2 separate regions of the Danio rerio genome follow, and region 2 is linked to region 1. The links are chromatin contacts, called in public Hi-C maps. All regions are on one chromosome and are shown on one strand. Each heading gives the region's core, a stretch centred on a gene start, on an enhancer-like site or on the middle of the called end of the contact. The rest is flanking DNA. Distances are from core to core; before and after follow the strand shown. Region 1 overlaps nfia (nuclear factor I/A). Region 2 overlaps nfia (nuclear factor I/A).

Region 1 (7,781 bases), core at 1,752-4,251:
CTATTAAGAAATTGTTTTGAGTTGAATGTCAATTAAAAAAATCTGAACACAAGAAAATCTTATTTCTTGGCAGAAAAGCAGTTTTTATTTGTATTTTTAATTATTTCTTTTGTTAAACACAAAAGATGATAAACTGAAAAAACTGAAAACTTGAAACCATTGACTTCCATAGCAGAAAAAATATATTCTATGGTTGTCAATGTTTACAGGTTTCCAACTTTTTTCAGAAAGAAACTCATAATGGTTTAAAATAAGTAAAGAGTGTGTAAATGATGACAGAATTTTCATTTTTTGTCTCCTTAAGCCTTTAAATTGCACTTTAACCCTTTAAGGTGTTTGAAAGGTGCTTGTTTGGCCTCGAAAAAATTATTGTTTTTGTTTTTTTTAACTGATAACCTATGAACAAAAAGTCAACCAGGCGGTTATGGTGTCTATTAAAGGGTTAAAGTCTCTAGTCCGAAACTTTCACATGCGCTTTTTTTCGTATTAATATGCAAAAAAAATCATCACATACACAAACCTTGCATAGTCCAATGCGTTAATTAATCAATTACGAAAAAAATGCAAAACATTTCGGAGTCAGTTCAAGCAGTGATACTTTGTTCTCCTCTCTTCTCCAAAGTAGAGGAATAGGCTGCATATTGTGCTAATCTAATACTGCTTAGAGAGGAAGGAGAGTTCTGCTCCTTATCAAAGAGCTGTGCTGAATTATGGCGTAAATAAAAGTTTATTTTTAGGAAATCAGTGGAATTTCGATACATTGGTTGTGATTGCTTGCATTCATGACCGTAAACAAATCCTGAACATAGACTGACAGTACCTATAGACATAATAATAGATGGCGGCCGCATTGACGGGAACGAAAGTGGACTACGCTTTCTATTTTATTGTGTATGGAAAGTACGTCAAATGTATGGACACACACACCAAACAGTAGCAGGACAGAGGTGCGCCGTTCTCAACTGTCCACCACATTCTGTCTTTTTATTATGCACTGTGTTTGTCAAAGTTATCTGTAGCTCAAATGACAGCATTCTGTATTTAGCTTTTTGCTTGTGCGGTGGCTCTGAACTACCAAAACATCTCTCAAAGTGCTTTTTCGGATACGAAAAGTGTAAAAAATTTTAAAAAATTATGACAGACGAAAGTTTTGGAGGAAATGTGTCAATATGATTGACTCAACATGAGGTTTAAACATTTTTTTAAGTGTGAAGATCACGGACGAAAATCTCGGATTCAGTGTGCAGTAACCTTTAAGCTAAATACTAGTACCTTGCGAAACAACTAGTAAACTATTATGTACTGTCATCATGACTAAAACTAAATAAATTTGTTGTTAAAACTATTATTTTAAAAAATGTGTTGAACAAAATCTCCCTTTCTTTGGGAAATATTTTAAAAGAGCTAATCAGTTTGACATTAACTGTATGTACAGTAGACTATTTGAGGGATGTAAACAAAAACAATGGTCCCAATGTATTTCTTGTTTTATATTTTTAATTTCTAGAGCCTTCGAGAACCCAAAAAGAGACACATATTGTTAGATAGATGTCATGATAGCTCTTTAAAATTTCTATTGTTACAGTTATGAAATAATTTGTTAACAAGCAGAAAATGTTCATGGCCCAATCACATGACTACATTGAAATGGTCTATACAGCAATATTTACTGGATTAGAAGTAACTAGATTGCAATAAAAAGTACATCGCTGGCAGGAACAGAAGGAAAGGGACAAACTTTGCAATAACTCTGCATTATGTAAATACATGCACAACTAAGAGACTTTATGTTTGAGACATCTCCAAGATAGACACGGTGACAAGACAAATTTTTAAGTGATGTAGCTATTAAAACGACTTCCTCCGCAGCTTTGGTGAGCTATAAAACCAACAATAGAAATGAGTTTAGTCTTGACTGGCTGGATGAGGAGACGTATAGCATGTGGACGGGCGGAATAATAAATAATAAAAACAGAGAGAGGGAGAGAGGGAGAGAGACGAGAGAGAGGGAGAGAGACAGAGGGAGGGGTAATATCTACGGCTCATTGCGAGAGAAAGTGCTGACATGAGCTAAAAGACTGCAGACCCGGAGAGCATTCCTGCGCAGATGCCCCTGAGATTGAGAAGAAGAGTGAGATAGAGTTTGTTCGGGGAGGTATCAGAAGAAGGGGAGACAGTATGTGGCAGAAAGTCAAGGTAAATTACCGAACAACAAAGCGACAAGGACAGTGGTGTATGGGGTCGAGAGCGAGAGAAGGCGAAAAAAAAAAAAGTCAAAGTTTCCACACAGCTGTACATACTGTGAAACAACAATAATAAGCGAGAGCAAGTGAGGCGCACCATTACTTGGAAAATGGAGGGATGACGCAATGGGGCTGAGAAAGGAGAGAGAAAGCAAGCGAAGGGAAGGAGCCTTCGTCACTTGAATTCCAGTATAGGGAGCATATGCACCAGGAGTTCAGCGAGGGCATTTCCATGAGTGCCTCATATAGGGAGGCAGGGGCGAGGGAAGGGGCAGGGCTTCTATATCTCAACACGGATAATCACTCCCAGCTGTGTCCACTGTAGCGCTGCGCACACACACACATACACACATGCAGGGAGGAGCCAAGGTTCGCCTTTCACAGCAGCACAGAGACCTCAACAAGCCTCCAGCGCAGCAACAAGAGCGCCGTGTGGAACTACGCTTGGCCTCAGGAGTTGCAAACATATACTGTATCCGCATCTATAACGTTTTTTGTTCAACATCATAAAGTTATTAACTATGCTAGGTGTTTTGGCAACTATCCCACAACATTTAATGGACTTTTAGCTTCTTAGTAGTGTGTAGCTAACCTAAAGTGGAATTCTACCTTTGTGAAACAGGATATTCAAAGAGGAAAAAGGTGCAGGGCCTGATTTTATTCACCAGGAAATGATTGAAATGTGAATAGCATGTGTTGCATACCAGGCGCGAACGCTAGCTAGCTAAAACAATGGCTGCTGTTTGTTTAAATGATCGAATGTAATGCACAGCCTTGATGATGTCATCAGAGATGGAAAGTTGCTTGCAGCTACGTGCAATAAGAAGTAACCTTGTGTAAAAGATAGAGCAAAAGGGGGCTGAAATGACGAAAAGTGTGTAGTAAGTTCCAGAATGGAGCTAGCATATAAGTGAGCAAGCTAAAAACCAATGGCCAAATTGCTGTTAGTTTAATCTATCCAATAGAATACCTGGTCTTGGTGGGCTGATAAGGGATGATATTTAATTTATATTTAATTGAGTAAGTGATGTGGTTAACTTCGTTGATTAATTGTTTTGTTTTGATTAAATGTTAATAATTCATCTTGAATTGAACATGCCCACACAGTACATATAGTTACATTCGCATACTTCTGATTATTAATAGCAACTGGTACATATATGCATAAAACAATATCACCCATAGTTCTTCTCTAATTTATACTATTATAACTTTTACCTATATCCTGCACTTGCTGCTACTGCACTTCTGGTTGGACCCTAAAGTGCATTGCGTTTCCTTATACTTGTGCATGTGCAATGACAATAAAGTTGTATCTAATCTACTCTAATTATTTTTTATTACTATTTAACAAAATAGCACAGGCAAGGCATTGTTTATGGATTGTTACTGAAAAAACAAAATGGAGTAAAGTAGGGTACGCTACTATGAAAATAGGCACTGCTTGATTTTTCAGTCAGCAATTGATTGGTTATTGAAAAGTACAATGGCTAAATTGATTACATTTCCTAATAGAATGCATAGTACTAACACTAAGAATTGGGCTATATCCAATTGATTTGTGTTGGGACAACATGACGAAATTAAGTTAGCTTATTAGTTTTTACAAATTTAAGTGGATTGAACATAAAACAATAAAGTTGTCGCCCCCCCAAAAAACTTGCGTTTTCAGCTTATTTTAAATAAGACGTTTGAACAAGCAAAGTGTAATACATTTTAAGTGTAATATACTGTACATAGTAATACACATCATGTCAGATGAAAAGAACTGAACACAAACTTCAGTCAAACCACACTGAATGTGACCAAATATTTCTTTCCAAATATTTTTATGAATAAATGCTTATTCATAAAAAATATGATTGTTGTGTGGTTATTACTTATGATATGTACTGCTATGGGGCTAAGTAAGTAAATAAGCCTGCAAATAAATGCTCTGTATATCCGTTCAGACAAAGTGAGTACAAGTACAGAAATTCTGCTCACAACTAGGCCCAACGCTGCATAATTACCCTCAAAACTTACCAAATTTTAGCTAAAAAATTTACAAAATGTAAAAAATGCAAAAATAAAAATCTTTCATTCCTATATCAGAAGCCTCCTGAAACAATATATGAGAGGCAAAACTATTTTTACTCAATTTATTTCAATATTTGGGTCTTACAGGGTTAAGAAGTAGTTTGTACAAACTGCAAACATTATTTTTTGAGTGCATAGATCAGAGATTGAAAATCATTTAGGTGGCAGAGGAAGTTATTTAATTTAGATTAAGAATTACAAAGAGTATTTTATTTTCTCAGAATAACCAGGATGAGAATAGTGTATCCTGACATTTATCATTACACAATATTATACTGAAGAAATTAGTAAAAAAAAAAAAAAAAAAAAAAAGGTTTAACAATGAATGCCTGCAAAGTTTGATTTCATAAATCTGTAAATAATTGGATTGTGAAAAGTGCTCATTATATATCCATAATGCTGCCAGATTAGAATGTAAATTACCAGAAGCAATGGTTAAATTGCAATAGATTGCACGGCTCTGGTGATGTCATTAGAAATACAAAGCTGTTTCAGCGGCAGAACAAGTTAAGTAATCGTGTTTTTTTTTTCAATTCTCAATTACATTTATTAAGAACAGTCAAATTTGATTATCACTCTTTAAAAACACATATATGGTTCGTCAAAAACTTATAACAATGACATTTTTAATGGACAATAACGCAACAAAAATGAATAGCTTCTGCTATCCTCTGCTGGACATTTAACAACTTTCCATAAACAAGCCTCATGAGAGGCTGTAAACTATTGTTTAACTACTTTTACTAGCTTCTTATCAACTGTCTTTAACTTTTCTTGTGCTGTCCTTTGTTATGGATTTCTCACCTCCCATCTCTCTTTCTCTGAGAGAGAGCAAGAGAGTGCGCTTGTAAAGGAGAGGATATCCTCTGGCCTTATCTAATAGTCTGTGGATTGTGCAACGGCTGCCCCGTCCCAGAAAGACAGCAGCCCACTTTGTGAAAGTGCACGTAGCATGGAGCACAAGGGTCAAGGTTTACCAGCAAAAACAAACGATGGAAAAAAAAAAAAACTGATCATGTTTTCCTGCATCAGGGACAAGAGGGAGCGAGAAATGAGGGAGAAATGGAGGTGGTGACAAGGAAAAGGTGGAAGTGTGTGACGGCCTTATGAAAATATTCAAAAGTCAGTATAAGGAGTCAGTGGTCCTAAACGAACAGTTCACTCACAAAGAAAAGTTCTTTCATCAATTACTCATCCTCATGGCATTCAAAACCCGCATGACTGCTTCTCTTTTTTCCACAGAACCCAAAATATGATTTTATATTCTGCTGTAGTGCTCATATTTCATTTTCAATATACACAACCTTAGAATTTATGCACTGCAAATTTACTATAGAAATAAAGTACACTACATATTGCATAAAGACTACCACTCAGAAGTTTGGGGTCAGAGTTTTTTTTTTTTTTTTTTTTTTAAGAAAATGATTCTGTTCATCAAGGTAGCATTTATTATATTAAAAAAATGTTAAATTGTTAAATATTTATTTTTAATTTTACACAAATGCTTTCTTATTGTATATAGTTTTAAATGAAAGTATTACTCCAGTCATTATTGCTTTTATTATTATGACCATTATTAATAATAATAATAATAATAATAATAATAAATATTAGAGTGATTTCTGAAGGATCATGTGACTGAATAAGTAAAATCACTGGAATAAATTCTTAAACTACAAGCAGCTATTTTATAGTGCAATAACATTTCACAATTTTACAATCTGTACGGTATTTTTTATTAAATAAATGCAGCTTTGGTCATTTTACATTTTACAATAAGAGTCATAATTATATTACGAAATATATATATACATACACAGTTAAAGACAAAGCAAATATTATTAATAATAATAATAATAATAATAATAATAATAATAATATATATATATATATATATATATATATATATATATATATATATATATATATATATATATATATATATATACAGTTAAAGACAACGCAAATAATAATATTAATAATAATACTTATAATAAAAATATATACAGTAAAAGACAAAATTATTAGCCCTCCTGTGAATTTTTTTTCCATGAGCAAGATATTTTTCACAGTATTTTTTATACTATGTCTTCTTCTGTTTTATTTTGGCTGTAATAAAAGTAGTTTTCTTTTTTCTTTTTTAAGGTCAATTTAAGATCAAAATTATTAGCCTCTTTAAGCATTTTTTCCCAATTGGCTAAAGAACGAGCCGTCATTTTAAAATGACTTGCCTCATTACCCTAACCTGCCTAATTAGGCCAATAAATGTTACTTTAAGCTGAATACTAGTATCTTGAAAAATATGCAGTAAAACATTATGTACTGTCATCATGGCAAATATAAAAGAAATCAGTTATTAGAAATGAGTTATTAAAACTATTATGTTTAGGAATGTGTTGAAAAAATCTTCAGAAATTGGTGAAAAAAAATTTTAAAGAGTTAAATTTTAACAGGAGGGCTAATAATTCTGCTTCAACTGTATATGTAAAGTTATATGTACATTTAATTAGAATTTGCGTGTTTCAAAAAGGAAAAAAAAACATAGTTTGGAATAAAAACTAGGCCCTATACAGTAAGTTAAGTGTAGCTTCAGTTTGCATATGTTGTTATTAGATCCGGCAGGTCATAGGCTGCTGATCTGAGACCAGTATTGTGCATTAAAAGGGATGAAACAAAACAAGGTCTCTCGGATGGCACAGGGTGACAGCATTTCTGTGTTGGGACTGGCCTGCCTGTACTGCTTCGGATCAAAACTGCAAATAATCCGAAGATCATGGACGACAGATACAGATACCAGATGGAGCGAGTTTGTACGGGAGAGAAAAATATGAAAAAAAAAGACATTAGCGGAGTGATTATGTGCAGCCTATATCGGCACAACGGGGTGATCTTCAGTTCAACGATGAGAGAGAGAGATGAAAAGATAATATCAGCTACATGCAGGATGAGAGAGATGAACACGCTCATCTGTCTGTATCCTCTAATCTGAGTAAACAGGCCCATGTTGGTGTCACACACAAGGGCGTGGAAATAATAGCTCCAGCTTCCGAGCGCACATCTGTGATAATCTTGGAAGTTAGGAGGAAAATATGCCTTATAATCTGGTGTTGGGGGACACACACGTAACAGAGCTCCGGGGGAGGATAAAGCAGGACTTTTTTCGACATCGTTCTCTGTTTAAACTCAAGCAAACAGGCGACTGTTTCCATTCAATCATCGTGTTTATGTTTTCTCAAACTGTAAATCAGTCGACACAGACTTTTTCATTGTCCGCTAATAATTTGTAAACACACACAAAATCAGCGGAATCGCTGCCCTGTGTTTGTTTTAAAAGAGGCCATTTAGAACAATTCTCTGTCTGCGCTGGAGAGACGCCACTTTTCGCGCAAGTTTACGCAAGCGCAATCCTCTTAAGAGTAATCACCCACCTCAGACTTACACAAACAGAGGAGACCTAGC
Region 2 (7,853 bases), core at 2,122-4,621, 73 kb after region 1:
CTAAAATAAAATAGAATCTCCATTTGAATCAGAAAATAAAAATCATTTAAAATAATTTGCTGTTGCTGTTAAAGACTAATCAAACCAGAAATAAAATCCATTGATGACTACTGTACTTAATTATCAGTTGCAATTAAACTTTTGCAGACCCTTATCAAAAAAACACAAGTAAATAAAGACATTAAGATAAATGATCTGATTGCAGTTACATAATCATCGGTCGGACAGCTGCACTGGGAGAAAATATGCGTTGTTTACTTCACTATCAACAGCCAAATACTCATGTCTGCGTCTAGACTAAGAAACAAGCTGATATTTCAGGCCGCAACCCTGACAATTCAGTCTCCAGCCTTGTGTTCCCTTAACACAGTCAGCTCAGCTTCCGACCAAAGCAAACACTCCTGTTGACATGAAAGTGTGTAAAAGCGTATGACATATCGACGGCCCTGCCTCCATGCCTGGCGTAGTATCCGGCACCGCATCCAACCAAGTCAGTCTGGGACTCCATCCAAACTCTGACCAACCAAATTACAGACTTCATCTCGACACTACTCGCTCCCTTATACTGGTCACAGGCTTTTTCATTTAGGCCCTTTCGATGACCTCCTTCAGGCTAATCTAGTAGGAAAAAAGTTAAAAGGACCATTTTCAGACCCGAAATAATCTTCTTTTTTTTTAATCTGCTAAACTGTACACTCAAAAAAAATATCCTTTTTTAAAATACCCTGAATCACAATTCTTGAGATTTTGTTGGGACAACTTAATTGTTTTATGTTCAGTCCACTTAAATTTGGAAAAACTAATAAGTTAACTTATTTCCTTCATGTTGTCCCAACCCATATCGGCCATGCTACAGTGTGAAAAAAGCTGGATTCAACACAAGTCCTTCATGTTGTCCCAGCACAAATCAATTAAGTTAACTTTGTTTTTACAAATTTAACTTGATTGAACATAATATAAGTTGTCCCCAAAAAAATCCTCAAAATTTTGGAGTTAATTCAACTCATTTTAAATAAGTAGGCCCTTTTTTAATGTAAAATGCTCACTTAAACGTTTATCAACGATACAAAACAGCAGACATCAAACACAAATGCTGGATGTAGATAAACGCAAGCAAAATCCCTTCCAACCTCGCTACGTTTTTTAGAGGACACAGCCTCGCGTGGCGTCCGTTTCTGAATTAAAGCATTTGGAAGACATTAGCTTATCCGCCCCTCTCAGCTCCTCTCTCCACCCTTGAAAGCATGTGGTGACCCAGAGATGTGTAAAAATGGGGTCCAAATGAATTGCTTGGGCACTTGAGCTCCTCTTCCCATTACGGCGCGCTGCCCTACCTGTGTTGAGTCAGCAGCACGCTCACTCTATCCATCTAATGGACAGCGTTGGAATTTAATTAGCAGGAAGCCGCAGAGCGCCGGTCTGAAGAATCCCCAGGACAGAGGAAACAGCAGAGCAGCGTGTGTCCCTGTGTGTGTGTGTATGTGTGTGTGTTTTGGCCACAAGAGAACAGATACAACAACAAGACACTCTCTGATAGTACAACTGTGTATTAATCACTGATAATTGTGAAAATTAAAAACGGAGAGGTGATGAGCATTTGTTGCTAATGGCATTAGGAGTGTTTTTAGAATGTTAGCATGACAAATTAATTTTAAGATTTACAAGCCGACAAGATTTGCAGTCAATAGTCTAATTACAGTTGATAATAGCAGGCCCCACCAACTGGTTGATGTATTATTCGCAGAAAATTGGGAAAAATATACAATAGAAACAGCCAGTAATTCATTTTTTAGTTCTGTTAGCATGTTAACATGTCACTATATTAATATTATTACAAAAAAACTTAAACCTGCCTAAGCTGGTTAGCTGATTTTAGCTGGTCAACCAGCCTGATTTAAGAGGGGGTATGGCCATTTCCAGGCTGGTTTCCAGGCTTTTCCAGCCTGGTCTAAGCTGGTCAGGCAGGGAAATGACCAGCTAAAATCAGCTTGATCACCCTAGCCAGACTGGGAGCCCAGCCAAAACCAGCTGTCCATCTTAAACCAGGTTGGTAAAGCTAGTTTTAGCTGGTCATTTTTTCAGCCTAATCAGCTAAGACCAGCCTGGAAATGGCCGAAACCCCTCTAAAACCAGGCTGGTTGACTAACTAAAACCAGCCAACCAGCCAAGGTTGGTTTAAGCTAGTAGTGGATGTATTATTCACAGATAATAGTGAACAAATCTTTATGTTCAACTGAATCAAAAGTGGAATTCAAGCTAATCACTCTTGGTAAGGATTTAACTGCTTTATTTTGTACCTTTTAGCATGTTAGCATGTACCACTGAAGATTATTACACACTCTACACACAGATTATTCACAGACCATTAAAAATGATCATTGGTGGAATTATAACTGACCTAAGTAGGCTTTGATTTGTTGATTACACCATTTTGAGTGTTTTAGCATGTTAGCTTGTAGCTGTATTTACTAATTTCTCAGATAAATTGAACATTGAAACACATTTATATATGTATTCACAAGTCACGTGACCAACTAATTTGTTCAGATTCTCAGATTATTATTAAATTGTTAAATCTTATATTATTAACTTTTCTTTTGTCAGGAATTAAATGAAAGTGGCTGTATTTTAAATAACAAAGCTAGCTAATACAATATCATTCATTTTCTTGTCGGCTTAGTCCCTTTATTAATCCGGGGTCACCACAACGGAATAAACCGCCAACTTATCCAGCAAGTTTTTACACAGCGGATGCCCTTCCAGCCACAACCCATCTCTGGGAAACATCCACACACACATTCACACACACACTCATACACTACGGACAATTTAGCCTACCCAATTCACCTATACCGCATGTCTTTGGACTGTGGGGGAAACCGGAGCACCAGGAGGAAACCCACGCGAAGGCAGGGAGAACATGCAAACTCCACACAGAAACGCCAACTGAGCCGAGGTTCGAACCAGCGACCCAGCAAACTTCTTGTGTGAGGCGACAGCACTACCTACTGCGCCCCTGCTCGCCCTAATACAACATAAGCTAGGGTTATTTTAACCCTAAAGGTCATGTTATATATTTTATCTCTTTGTTTTTTTAAAGCATCGACAATATTTTCAATGTCATACTAAATAAAGTGCATTTTCAAATATAAATTAATGAGCTAAAGAGAGGATCTACAAATCATCTTTTGTTCATATCTCACAGTGATTAAACCAAACAAACAGAGGAGGGGGAAAAAAGAGTGACTGACAAGAGCTCGTAAAAATGCTAGCAGCTCATTTTTGCCTGTGTGGTCAGCCGAGGAGCGCTGGGCTGGTTGCAGTGCACAGTTGCTCGGTCTGCCTGTTGTCTTATCTCCATACGCCTGACTTTGAACCGTACTTTGGCTCCTCCCAATCCAACAGTGGGGCAATGCAATGGCCGCCAGCAAATGTAAGCCTCAGCCGTGAGTGGGAGGCCCATGTCTGGCATCTCCCTCAGGAAGTGCTCCATACCTGTACCGTTTCTTGGAATATTGACTTTTATCAGCTGAAATGTGTATTTAACGAGAATGGCAGACAGTGATAGCCTTTAACACAGATAATGCAATCCCAGCACTGGGCTTCTTGAGCGCTTTTTTGTACACATGTGGATGTGGCAAAGTACAATAAATATTTTTATAAAAGTAAATTGAGACATGCTATTTTCAAGGTCCAGTTGAGTTATTATGTATTATTTAAATACAAATACATCCGATTTTAATATCAATACCTGACCTACCAGTCTAATAATGCTCTAACGAGAAATAGCTAATGATACCATTTTATCTATCTATCTATCTATCTATCTATCTATCTATCTATCTATCTATCTATCTATCTATCTATCTATCTATCTATCTATCTTTCTATCTATCTATCTATCTATCTATCTATCTATCTATCTATCTATCTATCTATCTATCTATCTAAAGCTTTGAATATATACCCCATTTTGATATAGGGAATGTATTTTGTTAAATTTAAACAAAACAGATTTATTAAATAGATATATTTATTAAAATAATATTGTAGTCACCAAACATTTAAAAATTTAAAGATAGTACAATTAAATTCAAGCAAAATATTGCCAAAAAATTTCAACCTACAAAATCTCAAATAGATTACAAAATAGATTAGCTCCTGATTTGACTTCAGTACTGACTAATCTAATGTATGTATGTATGTATGTATATATATATATTAAAAATTAAAAATATCAATTTAAAAGAAAGATTTGTGAGGGGTATACTTCTACATGCTGATCGCTACATACATATATATATATATATATATATATATATATATATATATATATATATATATATATATATATATATATATATATATATATATACATATATATATATATATATACATATATATATATATATATACATATATATATATATATATATATATACATATATATATATATATATACATATATATATATATACATATATATACATATATATATATATACATATATATATATATATATATATATATATATATATATATATATTTATATATATATATATATATATATATATATATATATATATATATATATATATATATATATATTAAGATACATAATTAATAAATAATGACATTTAAATTTATTTTAAAATGTTCAATACATAGAAACAAGAATTACAAATTGAAACATCTAAATGAAAAATCTAAACTTCACAAGAAAAAATAAATTGGACCAAATTGATTAGAAAACAACATAAATCACATGCATGACACAAATTTGATTTATCATAAAGTAGTAAACTAAAGCCGCGTGGGGAAAATATATCTACCGTATATAAAAGTGTTCCCCACAAACTACAATTGATAATTAAAAAAGCCACACAACTGCAAAATTTGCTTAAATGACTACCATTCAATGACACAATTTGGCTTTTGAAAATGTTATTTTATTTTGGGAAAAGTATACATGATATTGTAGTAATCTGTACATGAAATTCACAAGTTAGAACAGCCTACCAACTGAATTCTGTAACATGCCACTGGCAAAAAAGAAAAGAAAAAAAAAGAAGTGGTAAATGGCATGCAGTAATACCACATCCAACAGGTGGCACTTAAGCCTTCTCAACAATGAGCCACTGAAGCCTTCTACTCATACGTTGCCTGTCGGCCCATTAAAACCGCTGTGAACTTCGCCCAGCACTGACAAAAGAATCTCTAAACAATATTCTATATTTCACAACACCGTGCTGCATTCTAGCACGCCAGCTGTTTCCCAAACTGTGAAGTAACACAAACCCCACGGGCAGGGACGTTTCCCAGAGCTGGACGAGAGCTCGTCACTGGGACCGTCCCAACAAAAGTGACGAGGGAGGGGGGTCTCTTTCAGACATGCATGCGACGAGAGGGTCTGTCTCATTCTTTTTTAAATCCGACCAATTAGCTTGGTCACACAGCTCGCCGTTCCCAGATGGTTCGCAGCTAATCAAGTGGTGCTTTTGTTTTGTCTGTGAAAACAGTTTTGGGAAGTGTGGGTGAAGAATACGTGCTTCGTGATCAATTTAACGAGTTGTGACGATCCCTTGTTGGTGCGAAAACAAAAAAACTTCTGTGTTCCTGTAATTCAGATGCTTGACTAATGGATCGATGCTCCCAAAACTCTTTCATAAGGCAATACACGGCAGGTGAAAGGTGTAAAACTTAAAAAAATTGTTCTCACGATACTTTCCTGGTTGATTGATTACATTAAGAATGGCCAAAAATTGGGTTAAGTCTTCTGAAATGTTATGTTTAAATATGCAAATGAGAATCTATGGTAATTTGCATAGCCAGCCCAAAAAATCTGGATAAAGTCAGATCAACAATTATTGGGAATGGGGGGGGGGGTTGTGTTGGTTCTTTTAATACTATAGATCACAATGGACATATTAGAAAAAGGTTTCTAAGAAGGAACCTTTTTTAGAAACTTTATTTTATTACTCCGTGATTTAAAAATTACTTTACAAAAAGCAGAAAAAAGTTGTTTACTTCTTCAATTTTTGTTGAATTTTGGTGTTGGTGTGCAGTTTGGTCTTTATAAAGCTACAAATATTTTAATGTCTTTTCTAGTCATTTTAACTTACATCAATCAAAGTGACGAAAAACTTGATGTCAAACTTTGTATAACTTAAAACATGTAGCTGAAACCGGATTCATTTATTGAAATAAGTTAAAATCAACCTAAAACTATCTGTTGACTTGACTTGTCATTACATTTTTAAAGTATGCTGAAGTGAACATTTATGAGGAAAAAAGGCCCCTAAAAATATGTACTGTTACTTAAATCTAAGGCCTCAAAATGTGACAAAACTTTTTTTTTATTATTACATAGAAGTATGCTGAGCAAATAAAAAAGTTTGTTTGAATATTTGTGATGTTTAATAGAGCAAGGACATTTTTACAGCATGTCTGATAATATTTTTTCTTTTGGATAAAGTTTTATTTGTTTTATATCGGCTAGAGTAAAAGCAGTCTAAATTTTAACTTTAATTTTATTAGCCCCCTTTTAAGCTATATTTTTTCAATAGTCTACAGAACAAACCATTGTTATACAATAAATTGCCTAATTACCCTAACCAGCCTAGTTAACCTAATTAATCTAGTTAAGCCTTTAAATGCCACTTTAAGCTGTATAGAATTCTTAAAATATCTAGTAAAATATTATTTACTGTCATTATGGAAATTACATATATCTTATAGCAAATATAAAATAATTTAGTTATTAAAAATTAGTTATTAATACTATTATGTTTAGAAATTCGCTGAAAAAAAATCTCTCTGTTAAGCAGAGATTGGGGGGAAAAAAACAAGGTGGCAAATAATTCAGGGGGTTTAATAATTCTGACTTCAACTGTATATATACACACATATAGTTATTTTGGATGTGATTAATCATGACTTATATTTGACCACCCCCCAAAAAGCCAAAACACCCAAAACTCACAGGTGCATGAAAAAACGTTATGTTTTTTGCAGTGTCTTGACTTAATGAGTGATTCTTGCTCATACAACGAGTGCTGGAGTAAGTAGACAGAAAGAGCCTGATTTAGGGATTCTGCTCTAATCACCGCTAATTAAACTGTATCTTTAGTATCCGAATGAAGGCTGAAAAAATCCCTTGCCATGTTAGCCTGGGAGTTGAAGGACAGCGGCCTAATGAACAGAGGTTAAAATATTTGCCATTCTTTCATTACGCCATTTGAATTTTGTCCAAACGTGATCATTCGTGAGCCCCTAAAAGGATGCTGTTTACATTCTATCCAAATCCGAAGCAGGCTAATTGGGAGATTTTCTCTCTCTTTTTTTTTTTCACAGGGGCGCCGGAGAAATAAGGAGCAGAATTGTGCCAGAACTTGGGGTCTGGCTTGCAGTGCGCCATAGCCTTATTATCTTTATTTGCTTATTTATTTATTTTTTTCTGCAACACAGACAGATGGAGGGGCCGAGGGGCAGTACTGGGGAGAAATAGTTCAATAATTTAAAGTCAATTCCATACTTAGCCCGACCCCCTCCCCCCCTACCCCTTACATTCAATAATTAAAAGCAACATCTGATGATATGAATGCAAAAAAAACGCAACAAATAGCAAACATAACCTTGCTTGGAGAGCACTAGCCTTGTTGGCAAATGTGCTGCAACTCTAAGGAAAAATACTAGAAAGTTGTATTATTTATAAATGTGTATGAATATGGAGAGTGAGAGATGTTAACAAACTTTTAAAAGTTCTAAAAAGTACAGACTGATATTTTTCACGTACTTTTCACCATAATCAATTGTTCTTTAATGATTAAAATGCCAAATGTAATGTATTGGAG

The links. A called contact is a pair of places that touch in the nucleus more often than the background predicts.
Region 2: a contact with region 1 is called in a Hi-C map of embryo, with 1.5 times the contacts expected there. The contact joins two enhancer-like sites. A contact is called at or near these places in 2 of 18 Hi-C or Micro-C datasets (embryo and an unstated tissue) and 1 of 4 datasets of contacts at active chromatin or transcription factors (caudal fin).

What each region holds. Positions count from the first base shown.
Region 1 is chr22:16,589,515-16,597,295 of GRCz12tu, forward strand. The region is part of intron 3 of nfia (nuclear factor I/A); the gene reads right to left. Among named protein-coding and RNA genes, the nearest start is that of nfia, 93 kb to the right of the region's middle. Within about 2 kb of position 3,002, at least 51 of the 62 cell types and tissues checked have an H3K27ac peak or open chromatin away from gene starts, as enhancers often do.
Region 2 is chr22:16,662,545-16,670,397 of GRCz12tu, forward strand. The region is part of intron 2 of nfia (nuclear factor I/A); the gene reads right to left. Among named protein-coding and RNA genes, the nearest start is that of nfia, 20 kb to the right of the region's middle. Within about 2 kb of position 3,372, at least 17 of the 62 cell types and tissues checked have an H3K27ac peak or open chromatin away from gene starts, as enhancers often do.